Regions from separate parts of the Danio rerio genome. Here region 2 is linked to region 1. The links are chromatin contacts, called in public Micro-C maps. All regions are on one chromosome and are shown on one strand. Each heading gives the region's core, a stretch centred on a gene start, on an enhancer-like site or on the middle of the called end of the contact. The rest is flanking DNA. Distances are from core to core; before and after follow the strand shown.

Region 1 (4,333 bases), core at 546-3,045:
AAGTTTTTGCTGAAAAGCATCTAAAAGATATGACATTGATAGACTTTGACAAAATCTTTGTTATAATCAGGGTGCAAATTACAGAGGGGTTTGACCCCTAATTAACGCTTGATCCACCCTAAAGGACATCAAAACAAGATGTATGGGAGGTCAGCCCTTTGATAGTAAGAAATAGCTTTCTCTGATCTCTCATTTATATCTTAAATCTTACAGCCAGATCGCACGAGGAAACTTAAGTATTTTACTTTTTGTCAGTTTATCGGCTGACTCGTACGATTACGTACAAGTTCAGTCGTCTAAAAACGTACGATTTTAACCTCTCCGGAAACTGGCAGTTCTAGAGCACTGACATAGACTTCTTAAGTATTTACAAAACATGTTTCATGTAAAATAGGTGTTTATATCTGCATGCAGTCAAACAAAAGAGAAAAATTAGACATAATTTGTATAGTTTGACCAACAGTAACCTCTAAAATAGTCACTAAATATCCCTAAAAACACTAAAAATCTATACATTTCATTAATAAATGAGATGTAATTTAAATACATTCATAAATTTGATTCACTGAAGCATGTATTACAAAACTACTACTGAAAAAGTAGACCCCAACCCCCCGATCGTCGATGTGTAATTCGCACCCTGGTTATAATGTTTAACCGGTCAACTACATTGGGAAAATAATAGGTGCAGTTGAGTGCTAAAGGTAATGCTGTATCTCCTTAAAACCACCCATGCATTTTTTGTATCAATATTTGTTTTAAAAACTACACATTGGTCCCCTGGTGTTACATTACATTTTGTCATGAGCTGATGACTCATTTGTCCTCGAAACCACCCACCACACCCATACATTTACTGTGTGAATGGAGCCGGAGGGAATGCGTGATGATTTAGATAATATGATATTAATAATAAATACTGTGCAGAGCATAATAAATGCACACTGGTTTCACAGAAAGGCAAAAGAATAGTTTGGCCAAAATGAAAAATGTACTCTCAGTTTACTTGCACCCAAATTGGTTCCAAACCATTATGACCGCCCCCACCCTTTGTGGTTTCTTTTATTTTCAGGAAAGCTGGAAACCTCTATTTCTCTATTGACGTCCATAGGTTTCTAGCTTTCTTCAGAATATCAGAAAGTCAAACAGGACTGTTTCAAGTAAAGAGTGAGTAAAAGATGACAGAATTTTCATTTTTGAGCGAACTATTCCTTTAAATCAAATGAAGCTCTATGAAGATGAACTGTTTTGTTGACATGTATGGCTTATACTGACATGTTATGGCTTATGAAGTGAATATGTGGAATATCTGTACATTTTTACGTGTAAACGTTGCATGTAAGCATCCGTAACTCCAGATCAGTGTATTCCCTGAGGAAAAAATGATTATTGTGTAATCTGCACTCAAACGTAGCAAACAATGCATCACTGCAAGTTCTGACTCGTCAGCAGGCATGTGGTTTTCACCAGGCCTCTGAATCTCATGAACGGATGTGTTTAAAGCTAGCAAAAGTACACTTCAGCTCTTAGTTTCAAAAGCGCCATTTGTTTACTATCTGTAAAACTCACAGGATGCCATTTTATGTCGACATCACCTACTGTTTGCATTAGGCAAAACTAACCCACCACATAAATACACATGTTTGAATATCAATATGCAAACACGTACACCAAAGTCTAATCCAGAGAGTGCTGATAAAGTTTTGAAAATGAGGCTAAAAGAGGCATAAATACCTGCGTGGTGTAGCTGATGGCACAAAGTTGCAGTTGTGTGGAGGAAGTTGGTAGACAAGCAGGAATTTAAGGTGGAGCTAAAAAATACACTCTCACACCCCTCTAAACCCTCCTCTGTACTTCTGAGAAGAGGACGCACCCACTCATAATACAAACAAATGCACCGATATCCATAGGGAAATACATTTAATCAGAGGCGAGACTATAAATAATATGTTAACTAGTATGCTGAAACATTCTTATCCGATTGTGTCAATATTAGTGCGTCGGTGTGGTCTGAAGGTTGTGCACTTGGGTTCATCTGAGGTGCATAAACTCCGATTTCATGTGTTTTAAGGATGGGTGTAATCAGGGGAGTTTCTGTTTTCTTCCAAGAATCCAAGGCTGAACAAAAGCCAAGTTGCCTTGGAAACTAGGTGAGGATTATAAGTTCAAGACATATGCAGTGTTGCGTGGTAACTGGCAATGCATGGAGGTCTACAGTATATACAGCAGACACACCTATTCACTGTTCATTCATCATTCATCTGAACTATTTCAGTATAATATATATATATATATATATATATATATATATATATATATATATATATATATATATATATATATATATATATATATTAGTAAAATTTGTAAGAATAGGACAATAGCAAAAATAAAGTCACAAAAGCTGTCACTGAGGTTGTACTTTTTACACATTTGTACATAGTGCATGTAGCTATACATTAGTAGTTCAAAAAATTTAATAAAAAAGGTTTTGTACCTTTATATCTGATGCTGCAGTGAATTTAATAAAAGCAAAGAAATATAGTATCATTGTATTAGTAACATGATTTTTTTAAAAATTCACCACGCTATATATTCCAGATCTGCTTATTCGTTTCATCCATCATTTATTGCCAATATGAAAAACAACTACTCTTGCTTGGTGGTTCAGCTCATTAGATTAAAAGTGTGTATGTATGTGTGTATGTATATATATATATATATATATATATATATATATATATATATATATATATATATATATATATATATATATATATATATATAGTTGAAGTCAGAATTATTAGCCTTCTTTGATTTTTTCATTTCCCAAATGATGTTTAACAGAGCAAGGAAATTTTCACAGTATATCTGATAATATTTTTTCTTCTGGAGAAAGTCTTATTTGTTTTATTTCAGCAAAATAAAATCAGTTTTTTTGTACCGTTTTAATGTCAATATTAGCCCCTTTAAGCTATATATTTTTTTGATAGTCTTTAGAACAAACCATCCTTATACAATAATTTGCCTAATTACCCTAACCTGCCTAGTTAACCTAATTAAGCCTTTAAATGTCACTCTAAGCTGTATAGAAGTGTCTTGAAAAATATCTAGTATTATTTACTGACATCATGGCAAAGATAAAACAAATCAGTTAATAGGAATGAGTTATTAAAACTATTATATTTAGAAATCTTCTCTCCGTTAGTTTCAACTGCTAATAATATATACATACACTACTAACACTTAAAAAAAAACACAAATAAAAATATGCATACATTAGCAACCCCTACCATATTGTTATCAGAGACACCTTTTATTAAAGGGGTTTTATGTAGCTCTTTAAAAAGGTTATTTAAGTTTTCAGGTGTGCCAGAACATACTTTTACGCTTTGTTGTCTGAAAAGCGCATGATTAATTTATAGTGTTACAGTACCTTCCTCCCCTAGAACTTTCACAAGCGGCATGCCATGTTCCGGGTTTGATAAAGGTCCGCCTTCCAAAAAATCTAAATGTGTTGTGATTGGTTAGCTGCTGTCCTACCGTGTTGTGATTGGTGAACAGCTGGTGGTACTACCACGCCCGTCGCCTAGCCACTGTTTAGAGTTTTCATAATGTTCTTTAAAAAGGTATTGCTAATATATATTACATTTTTTCAATGTTCTTTGATTTATTTATTGGTAACACTTTATTTTGATAGTCCATTTGAGTATTAGTAGACTGTCTGCTTAATAGGCTATCTGTTGCTAGCTACTGCTGCTAAACATGTCAACCCTAACTCCATCCGTCTACTCAACAGTCTATAATCTAATGATAATTAGTTGGCATGTAGATGCAATGTAACTTAAATTCAACAACGGGCCATCAAAGTAAAGTGTGACCTATTTATTTATTTATTTTTAATTCTGGCAGACATTATATTACTTAATAATATTTAATAACTGTTAAACAAACATGCAACTAAAATGTTAATGCAACTAGCAGCATGCAACTTAGATGTTAGATAATTCTAAACGTGACTCCTAAAACAATCTGTGCAGCCTAAGCTAATATTACTTTAAATATCTGAAATTTGTATAATTTATCGTCACCTACAAAATAAATGATGATAATGTTAAAAAAAAATTAAACATCTTATATAGGCCTAGTAAGGATACAAAAATCGAAGTATATTTTATTGCATATTGCTATTAGTACCAGTGCACTGCTTTAGTCACAGTATTTGGGAAAAAGTCGCATTGCAGGACCACAAGGTGGCGCGTTTACTCTTCGTAAATGTGCACCAGAGGCTCTCGTACTAGGTTAGTTTAGTCTTTGCTTCCAAGGAATCCCT
Region 2 (4,333 bases), core at 819-3,318, 500 kb after region 1:
TTTATATTTAAGGGTCTCTTTCCTTCTTTACCTTAACATCCCCAGCTAAAATGGTTGCTATCTCGCCTTGCATGAAAGCCCAAGGCACGTTTGACCCTACCAGGGGACATTTCTCTCCGCTGGGGCAGTACACCTCTCCTGTTGCCCCCTGCGCTTTAATGCTCTCCCTGGAACACGGGAAACAAAACTTGTGGTTGGGAACTGACGGGCACTGTACGAAGTGTGTGTCTTCTAAACGTTCGTGGCAGATAGTACAACACAAGGGTCCGTTATTGGCCATGGGTGAGTCTGGAATGTTCTGAGGATGCACCTGATCCATGCCCTGATGCGAACCCGATTGGGACGGCGTCCCGGAGAGACCCATCTCCCCATTCCTGGATGCCAAACGGCGCTGTCCGGAGACCGAGGCGGGGGAGACTGGACTGCTACTGTTATGTCGGGTGGATGTGGTGGAGTGCACAGAATTGCTGTCCTTTGGTGAGTGTGCATTACCCAAAGTGTCTGCCACCGACATAAGCGCAGCCATGGGGGATTGTCCGTTCTGGGGGGCTGATTCGGGTGGGGTGGCTCGGCTAGAGTGTACTGACCCCAATGGTGGAGGTCCGCCGTGAGAGGCTGCGAAAGAGCCTGATGCCATGGTCAGTTTAAGTGCCTCGCTCTGACTCGCCATCCACTGCTGTCTCTGCTGCTCGCCCTCCGCTGAGTCCGGTTCTGGGGAGGCTTTGCGTTTACGAACACCCGTTCTTAGCGCACTTCCCGACGCCACAGCCCGAGGCATGTTGACCAGCGCCGAGGGCAGCAGAGGGCAGCTGGCATCAATGTAAGGCTGAGGAAGCATTTCACCCCCGAGCCCCTCCTTAAAGAAACGCACAGACTCTGGGAGTAAATCACCCAGCAGCCTCCAGTCACCAGAGCTATGCTTTTTCTCATATTCCAGGTACTTAAAACCAGAAGAAAGCCCTCTGCCAAAGTCTTTCATGCAGTCCTGGTACATCTGTTTAGCCACACCGGACGCACTGGAAAACACATTCCCAGATCCACTGGGATACTCAATAAAGATTTTCAGCTCATAGTCCATGCCGGGCTTGGAAGTGGCATCGAATGCAAACACTCTACCTAGAAGTGAATGGTCTTTCTTGAACCTCACGTCAAAAGGAGTGCAATTAGAAAGCGTGATCAGTGTGTCTCTCACTATTTTGGGTTTATTCGTCCATTCCTCTGACCTGTTCCTCAAACTTTCACCGAGTTCAGTCAAAGCTTCAGCGTTACGCTGTTTCTCTTTCAGATCTCTCTCTTGGTCCGTGCTGGACACCGAGCCGGGTCGTTTACCTTGTTCAGAGAGCGCGAGCGCGGGTCCGATGCTGGCCGGGGCTGGAGGGGCTCGTCCGGAAAGGCTGTGCTGCGCTATACTCGCCGACGACGGTGGGCCGTTCAGGAGCGTCTGCGGGAGGAGGTTCGGCGGCACGCTCATCTGCCCCGACACCGCCACCAGCCCGTGATTGCGACGCGAGTTCGGGCTCTGTCGGTTAAGCTCGGGGGGTCCGTCGTCTGATTTGGGGAAGCCGTTCGGTCCACCGAGCCCGTTCGGAAGCCTGTGCGCGCCGATGCTGGAATAATCAAAGCGTGATCTTTCGGTGGCGAGCGCGTATCGGTCCAAGCCGGACTGTTGTTGTTGCTGCTGCTGCTGCTGTTGCGATTTAGACGAGCCGTCCACATGGTTCATCTGCACAGACTCCTTGGATGACATGACCGCTTGTGCTTTGACCGCAGGCGGCGGCGCTGGACCCGGGGATCTCCCCTCCTGGAAGCCATGAGCCCGCTTGAGATGGCGCGCGGTCTCGATAACAAACTCGATCCGATCCGCGCCCTCGTAATTCACGCAACCCCTGCACACGGGCTCCGTAAAATCCCAAATCATCGCCCACGGCATGCGCGGCAGGTCGCACAGATAACACGACTGTCTCCTCGACGAGGAGACCTGCGCCGAAGACATGTTGAGCTGCTCCTCTCGGACCCGTTATACGGTTACTAGGAGGCGAATGCGCCTCTTCTGCTGCTCGGAATGCCACCTGGCTGGGCCGGTGACGTCAGCACCACGTTCCGCAGTTCCTTTTTCTGTTACAAATGACAAGCCACTTGTTGCCATGCGAGTGCGCATGCGCTAACCACTCCCTAACAAATCTTCTGAATGGACCGAGAAACGCGCACAGCCAACATGTATGGCAAGCCAACAAAACATTCATTGCGTCACAACATATTATGTATTTCCTTACTTGCACCTTTTATGTAACCAAAAGTCTATACTATATAGATTTATTTAGCATACATTCATTTTATAGTCTACTAGTATTTATTTACTTGTAGTTACTCAGTAGCTGTAACCAATTAACAAATACAATTTGTGTTCAATAGTATCTAGAATTTCTTAACAAGCAGCATTATCAAATAAATAAACACTACATCAAAACCAGGCTTACAACTACAAAAAAAAGTAATTATTGAGATAACCAGATAAATAATTAGAACTTAATTACCGAACTAAAACTTGCCATAATAAATACTAGAATGAACTAAACTAAAGAACTAAAATCATGCAGTGATCATTACTGGATCTAACAAAAATATTTTTCAAAACTAAAAAAAGTTAATGTTCACACAGCTTGCCTTGCATCACTGGCTCCGGTATGCTTTCAGACAAGCGCCAGAGTTGTGGGTGGAAAATCTGAGGTATTCATGTTTCATCCAGAGTCTGTTTGTACTGCTGAAATATTATTGGTGGATATTATGTGGTCCTATTAATAATGTAAGATCATGTTATAAAAATGCTTATACTGCCAAAATCCATGTATGATTTACGGCAATAAAAAAGCATGCTTCCACACATTCTTGGACATATTTGGACATGCTAAAAGACCAGTAGGTATGCATTATAAAATCTATCAGTGTTTACTTTAAATAAGGAAGTTTCAAGCCCTGCCCACAAAAGCTCTGTTCCCATAGTCTATTCTCTGTTTAACAACAACCAGTAGACAATGCAAAAAAAAAAAAAACTTGCCCTGTTATACAACACAAGAGGGTGGAAAAACCAAGAGAAGAAAAAAGAAGTAAGGGAGGTCTGGAGGAGAGGAGAAACGCCATTTATTGCAATCCCTGCATTCTGCTGGCACCGAAAGAAACTGAGCCTTTTTCCAAGCCAAAAAAAACAGTTAAATCTGTGAATGTCCTCTAAAAAATTATATATATATATATATATATATATATATATATATATATATATATATATATATATATATATATATATATATATATATATTACATTAAGAATTAGCAAACCAAAAGTTGGACTTTAAGATGATAATCTAACCACTGCTGATATGGCAGGTAGACCGTTAAAAAAACGGAAACAATTCAGACAGTATTTGTGCTCTGCACTCGTGACTTGGATCGTGTAAATGAGCTCAACGCCTTTCATTTTTGACCCAAATTAACAAGACAAAGAAACAAGTCTTTGTGGGAATTATCTAGCACTGAAGTGAGTGAACTGACCTTAAAGGGATAGTTCACCCAAAAAAAATAAAAATCTACTCACTATTTACTCTGCCTCACTACAATGAACTGAATTATTCTGTTAAACACTAAAGAAGATATTTGGAAAAAAGGTGAAAACCACTGAATTCCATAGGAAAAAATACTATGGAATGGGGCTGCACAGTATTGGGAAAATATGACATTGCGGTATTTTGTTTTTATGCAAAATCTATTGCGATTTGAAAACAATTTCACGACATGGCTTGATAAGCTCAATCTGGAAAGATTAAATTTTTAATTTATATTGCTTAGGGTGATTTTGTAATGGTATGAATCATATATGCGGGCGGCACAGAGGCGCCTCACAGCAAGACTGCCAACTAGGTCAGTTGGCACTTCTGTGAGGAGTTTGCATGTTCTCCCGTGTTCACGTGGGTTTCCACTGAGTGAGTTAGGTAAGCTAAATTATCTGTAGGGTATGTGTGTATGTCCGGTCCTCAGGGTTGGGGGTTGAGCGATGGGCTAACGACCCACCTCATAAAAATGTGATGTTATAAAACACCAATATGGTGCGGCTAAATATCAACTTCGATATAAACAACGCTAGGAGTGAGTAAGTGAATCATGTATAAACAAATAATAAAAATGCAAGCAAAAATAATTACAAAAGAGCAAAGTAAAAAAAAAATAAAATAAACAGTGCTTTATGATTTTCCGGAGAGTCGAACAGTATCCAGAAATGGAAATTGAACAATGAAATGTAGCTAAAATAACACTGTTTTGCTTCACTGTATTAATTCAGTAA

The links. A called contact is a pair of places that touch in the nucleus more often than the background predicts.
Region 2: a Micro-C map of caudal fin shows a contact between it and region 1, with 8 times the contacts expected there. The contact joins the promoter of irf2bpl here to the promoter of lgals3b in region 1. A contact is called at or near these places in 1 of 18 Hi-C or Micro-C datasets (caudal fin) and 1 of 4 datasets of contacts at active chromatin or transcription factors (embryo).

What each region holds. Positions count from the first base shown.
Region 1 is chr17:12,030,514-12,034,846 of GRCz12tu, forward strand. lgals3b (lectin, galactoside binding soluble 3b) reads right to left here and starts at 1,796. Exons shown (of 6, transcript NM_214693.3): 1 at 1,735-1,796.
Region 2 is chr17:12,525,248-12,529,580 of GRCz12tu, forward strand. It overlaps irf2bpl (interferon regulatory factor 2 binding protein-like), which reads right to left and starts at 2,069. Exons shown (of 1, transcript NM_212687.1): 1 at 1-2,069. The coding sequence starts at 1,993. The coding sequence ends at 8. The region is part of intron 9 of si:ch211-185a18.2; the gene reads right to left.